Regions from separate parts of the Gossypium hirsutum genome. Here region 2 is linked to region 1. The links are chromatin contacts, called in public Hi-C maps. All regions are on one chromosome and are shown on one strand. Each heading gives the region's core, a stretch centred on a gene start, on an enhancer-like site or on the middle of the called end of the contact. The rest is flanking DNA. Distances are from core to core; before and after follow the strand shown.

Evidence for each region. A called contact is a pair of places that touch in the nucleus more often than the background predicts.
Region 2: a contact with region 1 is called in a Hi-C map of leaf, with 1.8 times the contacts expected there. The contact joins the enhancer-like site here to the promoter of LOC107929570 in region 1. A contact is called at or near these places in 3 of 34 Hi-C or Micro-C datasets (all in leaf).

The regions. Positions count from the first base shown.
Region 1 is chrA12:106,383,819-106,390,216 of Gossypium_hirsutum_v2.1, forward strand. LOC107929570 (protein DOWNY MILDEW RESISTANCE 6) reads right to left here and starts at 3,458. Exons shown (of 4, transcript XM_016861037.2): 1 at 3,061-3,458; 2 at 2,722-2,969; 3 at 68-392. The coding sequence starts at 3,258.
Region 2 is chrA12:106,489,007-106,495,404 of Gossypium_hirsutum_v2.1, forward strand. No RefSeq gene overlaps it. Among protein-coding and RNA genes, the nearest start is that of LOC107929567, 13 kb to the right of the region's middle. Within about 2 kb of position 4,140, at least 4 of the 9 cell types and tissues checked have an H3K27ac peak or open chromatin away from gene starts, as enhancers often do. A contact at or near this core is called in leaf, where this site is marked.

The DNA of each region.
Region 1 (6,398 bases), core at 2,208-4,707:
GCAACCATTCATACATGTCACACTTGATCATACTTAGCTACCTTTGAAAGTGGTATATTATGTTTACCTGTAATTGATCACCGATGTTAATAACAAAAGCATCCGGTTGAGGATTAACGGCGAGCCATTTGCCGTGTTTGAGTACTTGGAGTCCCGCAACTTGTAAGTCCTGAAGCAAAATTGTAAGAGCATTGGGGTCTGTATGTCCAGGCAATCCATAAGTCAGCTCTGGTTCGGGACATGGCGGGTAATAGTTGACAGCCATATGCTGGCCTTGCTCACCAAGAACATTCTTAATGTAGTCTTTTTCCAAGCCCAAGCTCTCAGATATTAATTCTTGTAATCTATACCCAAGTTCTCGAACTTCTACACAGTAATTACTTACAATATTCCTAGAAAATTCAACAGGAAAAAGCCCATTTTGATATTAATTTCAGAACAAAATAGGGTCCATTGGAAACACATGAAGAAAATTCAAAAACAGAAAAGAGATCAAGTGGGCAGATAAAAGCGATCTGATTGGGGAAGTGTTTAACCAATAATAAAAACACCATAAAAAGGCCCCTTCGAAAACGATGTATAACAACAATAAAAGAAGGGAAAAAGAAATATGCAGATGCAGAAAAAAAGATGATGATACCAAATATACGTTTGGATGATGGCAGTCTGAAAAGTTGGATTCGAATAAAAAAAAGATGCACTGCATGGAGTATATAAAAAAAAAGTTCATTAGGACTTTTATTCACCCCCACAAAGGCAATTGTCAAATGTCAACTTCATCATCAACATCACCATTATCACCGCCGAGTGTTACCACTAATTAAAAATCTTCTTATCATAAGCCACACCGACTCGGTCTCCACACTTAGTTTCATGGTTCTATTCTCAGGTTTTGTTGCCATCGTCACCGTAGACCGTTTATTGTTCCGCTAATGGAGCTTGACAGTGAAGGGTTAAGAAAGACCTGGTTGAATCACTGTCTGAGCTGATAGATCTAACCAGATAAGGCAATTGGCCCACTCTCCACCCAATTATACGATGAGATCGATAATACTCGGTGTTCATTCGATTTTGGCTTAAGGTAATCATAAATTCCGGCATCAACATCCAGCTCGAGTTGTACACTCTTTTAAGGCTAAATTTGTTATTTTTCACTATCAAAAGAACAACTTTTTCTCTTTATTACGTTTATGTGTTCCCCTATGGAAGAAGATATTTTTATAATATTTTGTCATGAATCTGAAAATAACATTTGCTTTTGGACCAAAAGTATAGATACGTGATCAATTAAGGTAGAATTACCATTAATACCTCTATATTAAGAGTTCGTATTTTTCCCCTCATACTCAAAACACAAATTAATCTTTTCAGTTAATATTTCCACCTATTCCTGTTATTATCTCAGTCATGATATTATTCTTAAAAATAATACCATAATTGAGTTTTTATAATAAAAAAAACCTGAAGATCTACTGGTAAACTGATTTTACTGTGATTTTCCGACAGGTATTTTGGTTGTTCTCCGGACAACAGCCTGAAACTCCATGCAACCAAATCTGAAAATCTGACATCTTTCATCCGTAGTTTTTAAGTCTTTATATCAACAAACGTGAATTACGCGTGCTCTAACTCTTCCAATTTCTGAAGAGGCACCTTATTTAACCTTTTCCGAATACGAAAACTTTTGATATCTAACTAAATAAATATTATTTTGTTCATACAATTTGAATCCAAAATCGGAATATTCCCAGTTACTTTTCTCATAATAAAAGTACATTTTTTTTCTTTTTTCCTTTTTATTTCAGGGAGGGATTTGAATCTTTCTTCATTTCGTCACCTTTACCAACCAATAGAAACGCAACTTTCTTTTTAGCTTAATTAGCGTTAATAAGTTTTGACTTTGTGTAATTGTTGCTTTATTGGTGATGGAATAAGCAACAAATACATACCAAAACTCATCCATCCATGGGAGGCCAATCTAAAACAACCCTTAGATCATCATGTTTATGTAATGTTTATTGCAGTGGCCACAATACACCACCACCTACAAACTCCTAGGAAAACCACGTGACCACATGGCCAAGTGCACACCATGTATAGATTACAAGAAGGGGACCAATAGGGGGAAAATTCAAGAGAGGGGACTTGACTTTTCCTTTGATATGTAGTATGCTTTATGACTTGGTTAATTAGCAAAAGGAAGAACACTAAAATTCCACCTTTAAGGTCACCTTAAAAAGTACTAAAATCTACCAAGAAAATATCTTGAGATATTTTGTAGGGACAAAGGAAAAAAAATTGATATGAGTTATGATCAATCGAATATAAAATCAATTATACGGTACTAAAGTTTCAGAACATTCAGAAGATCTTATTTAAATTTAAAAAATTCAAAAAAATACCTTATCAGTTTTATTTTATCACGTGCTCAAATCAAGTAAGAGAAAAATTAAAAGACTCGTACTGTGATTCCATGCATAATGTCAAAGAGATTATTTAAATGATGTTAGGTTGTTACTCCTTTGAAGAAACATAAATAATGCATTTAATACTCAACTTATAGTTGAATCATATCATTAGAACGTGCATGACAGAAACAATGGAAATGACAAATGGGTCTAATTAGAGCATCGATTTTCAATATTTTATAGCCATTGTTCAAAGAGAAAAAGGGTGAGGCAAAACCAGTATATGCGAGGAAGAAGAAGATGACGGACTTACTTGAAAGGAGGAGGATTTGAAGGCCACTCAGGGACATATTTGTGAAGAGGGTAGCAGTGTAATCTTAGATAATCTCTCCAGTTATGAACCTTCTCTTTATTCACATTAAAACTAGTGGAAAGTCTCATTGTTTTAGAAGGGTCATCGGAGTAAAGCTTCAGTTTCTCCTCTAATGGCAACTCAAAGAAATCATGTGCCACTTGCAACATTTTTTCAACTGTTTCTTTGGAAACTCCGTGATTAATTACCTGGAAAAATGGATAATACGATCGATGATTACAAAAAAACTAAAAAGGGAAAAAGACAGAGGCGATGATATTGAGAAAATTAATTTCATACCTGAAAAAATCCATACTGCATGCAGGCACGACAAATTTGTTGAATAATATGGGTTCTGTCCTCACACCCTAAATCGATAACAGGGACGTCTTCACATTCGGAGACTTCGGATAAACGGGGACGCTCCGATTCCGGTCTGACGTAACTTTCCGGTAAGTTAGAATATCGGATTCCAGAGGAAAGTACCTTTGTATCCATATCCCAAATCGGAATCCCCAAAAGGAAATACAAGAGAAGAGGGGCGACAGTGGAGACGAGGGAGTGTTGAGAGGTAAAGAGCAATATTTACTTACTTATTTCATTCAAGTTCATTGAAATGAATTGAGTACCCCATTTTCAAGCTCAAAATACACTTTTATTTATAGACCGTGGTGCAGGTGGCTCCATTGAAATCCTTCTTATTCTAATCTTTAGAAATACCTGATTTTATTCATTAATATTTAGGGTTTATTAAATAATATTAATATTGGTTAAAGTAATCAATTAAATATTAAAAATAATAAAAATTTTAAATATTTATATGGCCAACGGTTGAATCAGTAATTTAGTGGTAAAGAAATTTGTAAGTCGACATCCAAATTTAGAGTTCACACGTTGTGAAACACATTTTCTTCACGAATGTACCATAAATGAAAATAAAAATTTATGTCCTAATATTACCAAAAAAAATAAAGCAGTATCCAGTTTCAGCCCAACACTTGTCGAATTTTGGTTGCTACGGCTAATTAAACCTTAGGAGTTTAAATTTCTAACCTTAATTTTATTGTTTGATTGATCTTTTAATTTAATTTAAAACTATTATTATTTTACTCCAATTTTTTAAGGCTTTTTTCTTTTTCCCATTGTTTCTATCTATTTGTCAGTTTTTTTCAATTTCATCCGTTTTATACGCCAAAATAACAGCAACCTTTCGTGCTTGCTGTCGATTCTCTATTGATAGCATATTTTTAATAAGTCAGGAAATACAGAATATCCCATCTGTTTTACTTTTTCAATTCTACAAATTCGGTAAAGTTGTTAACGGGTAATTTATAAAAATAGTCATTTTTATTTATTTCATATTATATTTTAATTATTTATTTTTAAAATGTTACGTTTTAGTCACTTAAGTTATCATTTTATTACAAAATGCTCACTCCACTGTTAAGCTTCGTTATCTCCCTAACAGATATCTTACGTGACAATCCAAATTAATTTTATTTAATTAAAAACCTATTTTTATCCCAACAACTAGACATCGAAGATAGCATTTAAAATCTATTTATACTGCCACATAGAGAAGTAACGGAGCTTAACAGTAAAGTGATCACTCTATAACATAAGTGACTATTTTTATTATTTATCCAATTGTTAACACTATTATGTTAAATACATAACTACCAAATGAGTATTTCTTTTATTTTAAATTATCACACTAACAAATTTAACAAAAAATAATACTAGAATCTGAAATTTAAAATAAAAAAATAAAAAAAATTAAATTTATAAACATAAAAATCTAAAATCTATAAATAAAACATGAACTTGTAACATATTTTAACCTTTAAAAAATAAACTTCTCTCGCTACCACCTAAAATAAATCTATCGACCGACAAATAAATAAAAATTGGGTATTTTATTTGTCAAAGAATGATTAATAAATGTGCTAGTTTTTCTTTAAAGTCATAATTATATGGACCGAGTAAAATATAAATATGATGCATTTATATGGGTGGAGGAAAAATAAATATGAGGTCACAAATGGCTAACACCCCCCCCCCTATGCAACTTTTTTCTCTTTTCATCAACTTTCGTACACTGGGGATTAAATTATGAGATGCTTTTTTCCTCTCACCTCTATTCTTATTTTATTCATTAAATTATGAATAAATTTTTATTTCAATCACTTAATTAAAAAAAATTATAATTTAGTCATTATATTAATTGAAATTTTTTATTAATATCATTAGATTGTTAAAATTAATATTATATAATTTTCTCTATTCACACTGCATAAATAAAAAAACTCTTTCCTCATCTTTTTATAGTTTAATTTTTTTTAATGAAACAACTTTAGACGTCAAAAATCTATGAACTAAAATTCAAACAAATTTTTTCTTCGACCTTCGATACTGATCGTCATATCGACTGGGGTCTAAAGTATGTTCTATTCGTTATGGGTAATGATCCACCGTACCGATCGTCAAAATCATCGCTTGAAGCCCGCTGGCAGAACTTTTTTAGAAAAACTTAACAACTCAATAATTTAAATAAAACTTTTGAATAGTTCAGTGACTAAAATGAAAACTTTCAAATATTTCAGTAACCGAATTGTAACTTTTTTTTAGTTGAGTGACCAAAATGAAGATTACCCATAGTTTAGTGACTAATGGTGTAGTTTACTTAACAAATTATTTGAAGAAGAAACCACTTTTTTTTATAAAAAGGGTAAATTATACTAGTAGTCACTCAATTATTGATAAGTTTTTTTATTACCCAACTATGAAAAATTATAAAATGTCACCCAACTATTTGACTTTTTTCTTTTTCGGTCATCAGTCATTTAATTACTAATGGAAAAATAACTTGTCAGCATTTAAAACTATTATATTGGGTTTTTTTAATATTTCCATTTTTAGTAAAAAGAAATTACCAAATTTAGCTGATAATTTTTTTTTAGGTTCTTAAGTAAAAAGGTCACAATGAAAAGCAAAACTGGGAAAAAAGAAGAAGACCAAATTACACAATTTGCAAATGTTGAATGTTATTTTTTTTTAGAATCAAGATAAAATTGACACAATATATAAATCTTAAGTGTTAAAGTTGCTATTATATAAATTTTAAAACTTGTCACATCATATTTCCTTTAGCTATTTAACAGCTGGTAACAAAAAAATACAAAATCAAATAGTTGGATAATAATTTTATTTTATAGTTGGGTGACCAAAAAGAAACTTAACAGTAATTTAGTGACTACTAGTATAGTTTACTCGTATATAAAACGTATAGTACAAGATTAAGTTTAGATTATACCATGGATGACAACATCTGTAGTTATATATATATATAAAGAGATTATATTAATTAATGAATTTAAATTTTAACTTTTTAAGGTTTATAGCACCGATGGTTCACAAACTATATCCTTGATTTAAATTGATCTCAAACTTAAAAAAATATTTGAATTTTTGAAATATCAATATTGTATCAATCTGATTCTTTTTTCTGTTTAGTTGTTGGCTTAATGCATTCAAATATCATGTTAAGCATATCTAAAGTACGTAAATCAAATTCCGAGTACATGTACTTATTGTAAAAATAATTTGGATATGTCATACTAAAAAATGAAAATTTGAAT
Region 2 (6,398 bases), core at 2,890-5,389, 110 kb after region 1:
ATTTGACATATAATTAAAATTTAAACTAAGATTGTGAAACATGAGAAATTATTTTATAGACTCTTTTAATTATATTATTTGTGATCTCGTATTAAATATACATTTGAACTAAATTTTTAAATAAAAATAATTTATATTTTTTTAATTAAACAGAGCCATAATTAATATGAAAAAAAAATCTATAAAATAAATTTCCATACAGGTACTACATCATAATAGAGTTGGATAATACCTAATACCCGTTTATTAAGATCCCTGGATCATTCACTGTCTTGAAATAAGAGGGTTAAAGCAAAAATTATGAAAGTCGGTGGTTGTGTTTGGGGAATATGTACTAAAACTCGAAAAAGATATATATATATATATATTGAATTATTCAAGACACTATTAGTAAGTTTTTTTAACTCCACGTTGACTCGGTAAAAATACAAAGGAAACCCTATAGGGGTGAATTGTATTTTATGAAAAAAATAGATAAATTATTTTTTATATATTTTAAAATGTGTAGATTAATCCTTCCATTAATTTTTTTTGTGGATTGTTTTTTGTAACGTCCCAATATTCGGGAATTCTGTGAATGTTGGCAAAATTTCATGCTTTGATTTTGTCATTTGTGAGTGAAATTATAAAATAGAACCTATGTGAAAATGTTTGAAAATGCTATAGGCTAAATTGAAGTGGCCAAATAAATAGGAGTGCAAAATAGGAGGATTTGCATGACAAACCTCCCATTTTACATGAAGTGGCCAGCCATCATGTTGTTGTAGACAATATGAGCACTTGATATCCATAATTCATGGTACAAATTGATAATGGGTTAGGTAAATGTTCCATGATAATGGATTAAGTAAATATTCCATGATAATGGGTTAGGTAAATGTTTCATGATAATGGTTTAGGTAAATGTTCCATGATGGGCATTTCATGTCTTTTGTATTAAAGAATTAAATGGATGAAATATGAAATTTTATTAAAAGAAAAATGGGTGAAAAGAACAAGGTTTTGTCCATCTTTGTTCATCATAGCCTAAAGTTAGAGAAGAGAAAGGAAGGGAGAAAGCTCTTGAATGTTCGGTCACTTGGGGAAGAAAATTGAAGGTAAGTTCATGGTAGTTTGCTTCTATCTTGATGTTCATGAGTTCTTCTTGATTCTACCTTAACTCCTGAAGCATATTTTGGTTTTTGGTTGTGTTGTGAGCATTTTGGTCATGAATTAAAATGAAGGAAATGGTTGTTGTTTCATGTTCTTTTGATGAAAAATGGAAGATAGGTGAAGTTGAGCCAAACAAATGAGCATGCATGTGCCTTAGATGCTAAGGGAAAAAATCGGCTAACATGTTATGCTTTAAAATGATGAAATGGAGACTATACTTAAGTAAACTCATATATATGTGATGATTGACTGGTGATATACATGTTTAAATAACATGCATGCAAGTTATGTGTGAAAGAGTGATTTGGTAATAAATCTGCTTGGGGCAGCAGCAGTAACGTGACTTTGGAAAATCACCATAAATTGTGAGAGATGAGTTAGAAGGTGAATAAATTATGTAATTAAAGCTTAATGAGTCTAGTTTCAAATTAAATAAACTAGAATATATTTTGAATTCTGTACAATGAGAAATTTGATTTGTAATGAAGAGTGGTCAGATTAGTCAAACAGTGAAACATGGGAAACTTTAAGAAAAATCCGGTATTGATTGGCCATACCAAAAATTCTGAAAATTTTATGGATAGAAGATATATGAGTCTATTTTCAGGGAAAATTAACGGCACTTGATTTGGAGTTTCATAGCTCCAGTTATAAATGATTTAGTGACTGTTGCTCAGGAAGACAGCTTGCAGTGAAATTATGATTATGTGGTAAACATTGACAAAAATTTGTTAATGAGTTGCTTATTGATTTCTTATAAGCTTATTATGATCTGTAGGTGTGGTTGGCCGAATATCGTAAAGGGTTAATACGTAGTTTGTATTTGAATAGTTAGATTAACGTGTTAGTAATCCAATTGTAGGCGGTTCGTGTGTGGATCTCGTCAGTATGTCGTCGCAAACAGGTGTGTAACTAACACCCTATTTCTTAGTCTAGATCGGCAAAAGTCGAAAAGCCGAAATGCCAAAAACCGGTATTTTGTAGATTTGCGAGTGTGCGAATGCTCGTGAGGTAAATCGATTAATGTTTTTGGTAAGCTGCAATGTTTGGACTGCAAAGTGCATGATTTCTGTGCCCTCGATATTTTTGAGCTTAACATGACGTTAAGGTGTGGCAATGGCGGTGTGCATGTCTAAGATTGGATCCGAAGGGAGCTTGGTACTTAAGTAGTCCGATAACTCACCTCCTCTTTTCCGGTTTCCTACCTGGTGCACAGCTTCCATTCACTTTAACCTATAATGAAATTATCTTTTAAAACACTAAGTAGGTTTTTCTGGATCAACAATATAAAATGTTTTGAACGCTTTGATGTGGCATGTCGGATCCGGCCATAACGTCTGGGCCGGGTTTGGGATGCTACATTTTTTATAGGTAAATACTAAAAATAGTTATCCAATTGTGCCGTTCATAGTTATCCAATTGTGCCGTTCATCCTATTTTGTTCATCTAATTATTATTATTTATTTAGTCACTAAATTTTTTGAAATTAAATATTTTAGTCACTCTAAATTTACCGGAGCTTTTTTAAATTAATCTAATAACAAAATTAGCACTTTAATGTTTACGTATTCTATCAATTTGATCATAAATATAAAAAAATTAATAAATTTAACCTCTCAACATTTACAAAATATATTAATTTAATCTTAACTCTGAAAATTTTAACAATATTTAAAAAATAATTTTTATCCATTTATAACCCATTAGTTAACCCGTGTGGGTTATTAAAATAAAAAAAAAGTATTCACTTTTAAGTCAATTGTAAAAAAATTCTAAAAAGTCAAGATAAACCAAAGAAAGAAAAAGATCTAAAAGAAAATAAAAGCATTAAAAACATTATAAGTTCGGGTAGTAATGCAGTCAATTATTCCAAATAAGTTCCAAATCAATTGGTTTGATCTAGTGTGAAGCCTAAATTATACTTTAAAAGGTTAGGATAAAACACAAAGATTTAAGATCCAAAAAATAATAAAGGCATTAAAAACGTTATTTGTCCGGATAGTAATGTAGCCAATTATTCCAAATAATGTCTAAATTAATTTGTTTGATCCAATGTGAAGTCTAAATTATAGTAAAAGAAAGTGTTGCAAGCGACTTGAAAGAAGATATTTTTAAAATTTTTAAAGTTAGGACTAAATTGATAGGTGTTGCAAATGTTGAGGGCCAAATTTATTGATTTTTTAGAATTAGAACTAAAATGACAAATTTTATAAATATCGAGGGCTAAATTTGTTGAATTTTTTATATTTAAGATCAATTTGATAGAATGTATAAACATTAGATGGTTAATTGTGTTACTAGATTAATAGAAAAAGCCCACATAAGTCCAGAGTGACTAAAATATTTAATTTCGAAAAAATTATGACTAAATGAAATGCATTTAATGAAATACAAACTTGAGTGACTATTTTTATATTTTACCATAAGAAATAATTTTCAGCATGTCCACATCATCATTTAGAAGATAATTTAATGGATGAATTAATTTACACGTTTTGAAATGAATAAATATTAATTTATCTATTTTTTTAGTAAAGAGCCAGAAATACAATCTACTCCTTCTCTAATAATTTTATGGAAATCAAATTATATTTTTTTTAACAATTAAACATAAATGATATTTTTTAACTTCACTTATACAATTAAAAAAAAATATCGATCAATAAATGAAACAAATTTTTTGACCATTAATCTTATTATAGGTTCTTATTATCTATTTTTGGTATAATGCCTAGTACTATTTATAGTCCCTTAAATAAAAAGATAATGTGTTTTAACACACTTAAATCCGTATTTTTTATACTGAATTATATATGAAACAATTTTATATATAATGGTATGTGTATATATATAAAAAGAGGAATATGGTACAAGCATATTGATGCTTGAGAGAGATGGGAAGGCAAATTAAAGAGGGTTGGATGCAGACAGCTGGAAGAGGTTGTCCCCACATCACATGCAATTTGCAATAAAAACAAGAAAAGCCAAACACCTCCCTCTATCGAAACGTCATATGAAAAAATATAAAATCTCAACCATAATAGATATGTTATCAACATACCCTCCTAAAATTAAAACTAAAATACTTCTTTTCAATAAAAAAAAACTTTGTTCCCCCCAAAAATATAATAGATGAAAACACACGAATACCTTGAAATTTAATTATTAATAATTTCAAATATTTCAAATATGATTATACATTCACAAATTACATAAAAAAATTATTTTTTAGTGTGTTTTGATACAATGCTTAGAATTATATTTTAGTGTACTAAAACTCACATATTCTTACATTGTTAATAATATTGATGTCAATTGAGCGAACACCCAATCGTCTCCTCTTATATATATATATCTATATATAGAGTTTCATTACAAAAAATAAAATAAAATAATAAAACACGAATTTCCTGAGTTGCAAACAAAGACAAGTTGTACATGTTGATTCAATTTCTGGAATCAAAGGCTTGCAGTACTTTTATTACACATTTACCATCTTTCTATTTTGTCCTTCTCGATATTCAATTTGTCCCTCAAATCAGACAAAAGGGCAGTGGTAGGTGTTTGTTAATGAAGTGGTGGTGGTACCACTGCCACTAAAACTTGTAACCAAAACCCAGTTCCATGGGGGGATCGGATCATGGATGATGATGATCCTTTGAATGAAACAAGTGCAACCACCCTACTCTGTCTTGTCACTTCGCTTCCTGCCCTAACCCAAGCATCCCCGTTTTCCCCCAATCTCTTGTTATGTAGTAATTCCAACCTGACTTTTTTTTTTCTTTTTGCATTCTGTCCTACCCTCATTTAAACCATACACATACACACACTTTAATGTACTGGTTTCTTAATTTGGATTAGCTAATGGGTTTCACATTAGGTGAGTAAAAATGAGTGTAAATCGATTTAATTTAGATTAGCTAATGGGTTTCACACTAGTTTCGACTATACCAGTTGGTGTAAAAAAAATCATAGTAATCATTTTTTTTCTTGTATTGATGAAAATTCTTATAAGCTTCATGAACATAGGTTTATCTATATGTTCTTATGGAACTATCATCGTATTGTGAGTGATAATCTTATTGTTTAAAGTATGAAATGCTCTCCCTTTTTTCTTTGTTTATTTTGAATTTATTGAATGATAAATTTTTATTTAAAAATTATTTCATTTCATATTTATAATTATTATATATATTAAATAATTTTTAAAAAATATATAAGGTTCAAAATTTTATATTAAAAAAAACAATACTAATACGTATGGATTTTAATTAAAAAAATATTTAGTGGTGTGATATTAATTATTTTATAAATTTATAAAAATGAACTAAATCGAAATGTTGAATCCAACACCCTAAGAAAATGAAAAAGTTGACCGTAGAAATACAATGGCAAGTTAAAAGATAAGAAAATAAAGGGTGGCGGGAGACATGTTTCTCCACCAAGGAACAATGGAATAAGGAGGGTATGGTATGGACCTCCCTCCCATTTGGGCATTGGGGTTATATTTGCTTTTGATTCAACATAAATTTCTATAATGCTACCACCGCCAAGGAAACCAAAACCAAATTGCTATAATGCTCTTTCCCTTTTTAAACTCAAAGCTAAGCTATTATTACTTGTATTTTGTTTTTAGTTTTATACTAAAATATAGTAAAGTTGTACCATTTTTAAAAGTAGCAATATAATAAATAAATAAATAAGATTATGGTATTTCAGGATTGGGGGAGCCATGTGAATGGGACATGGGTCTTTAACTCTAATATCCCTTAAAAGGGGACCACATGGGCCTACAAAAGATTTCAACAATCTCTCCATCAGAATATTATCTTTGGGACTTTCTGGTTTTGGTGTTTTATTATTTTATTTCCCCTCTCTCTTTTCTTTTGTACCATGTGGGACTTTTTTCTTTCAATTTTTTAAAATTGTCAAAACTTTTTTTTATTGCTTATTTATTTATTAGGATTACACCCACTTAATAAATCGTTAATAAATTTATATTTTGATCACTCAATTTCAAAATCTTCTTCATAATTTAGTGGTGTTGGTATAATTTACTCATTATTTATTTTTTAAATTTGCATATGCTTTTGTATAAGTGCTTAATTATGAATTTCATTTTTTGTTTTTCAAAATTTATTTTAGTAAATTGATTTTTATTGCTAAGTTGTTAATTTTCATATTAATAATTTAACAGTAGTACTCAGATAGTTGTTCAATTCCATATGGTACAAATTAAAGTAAAA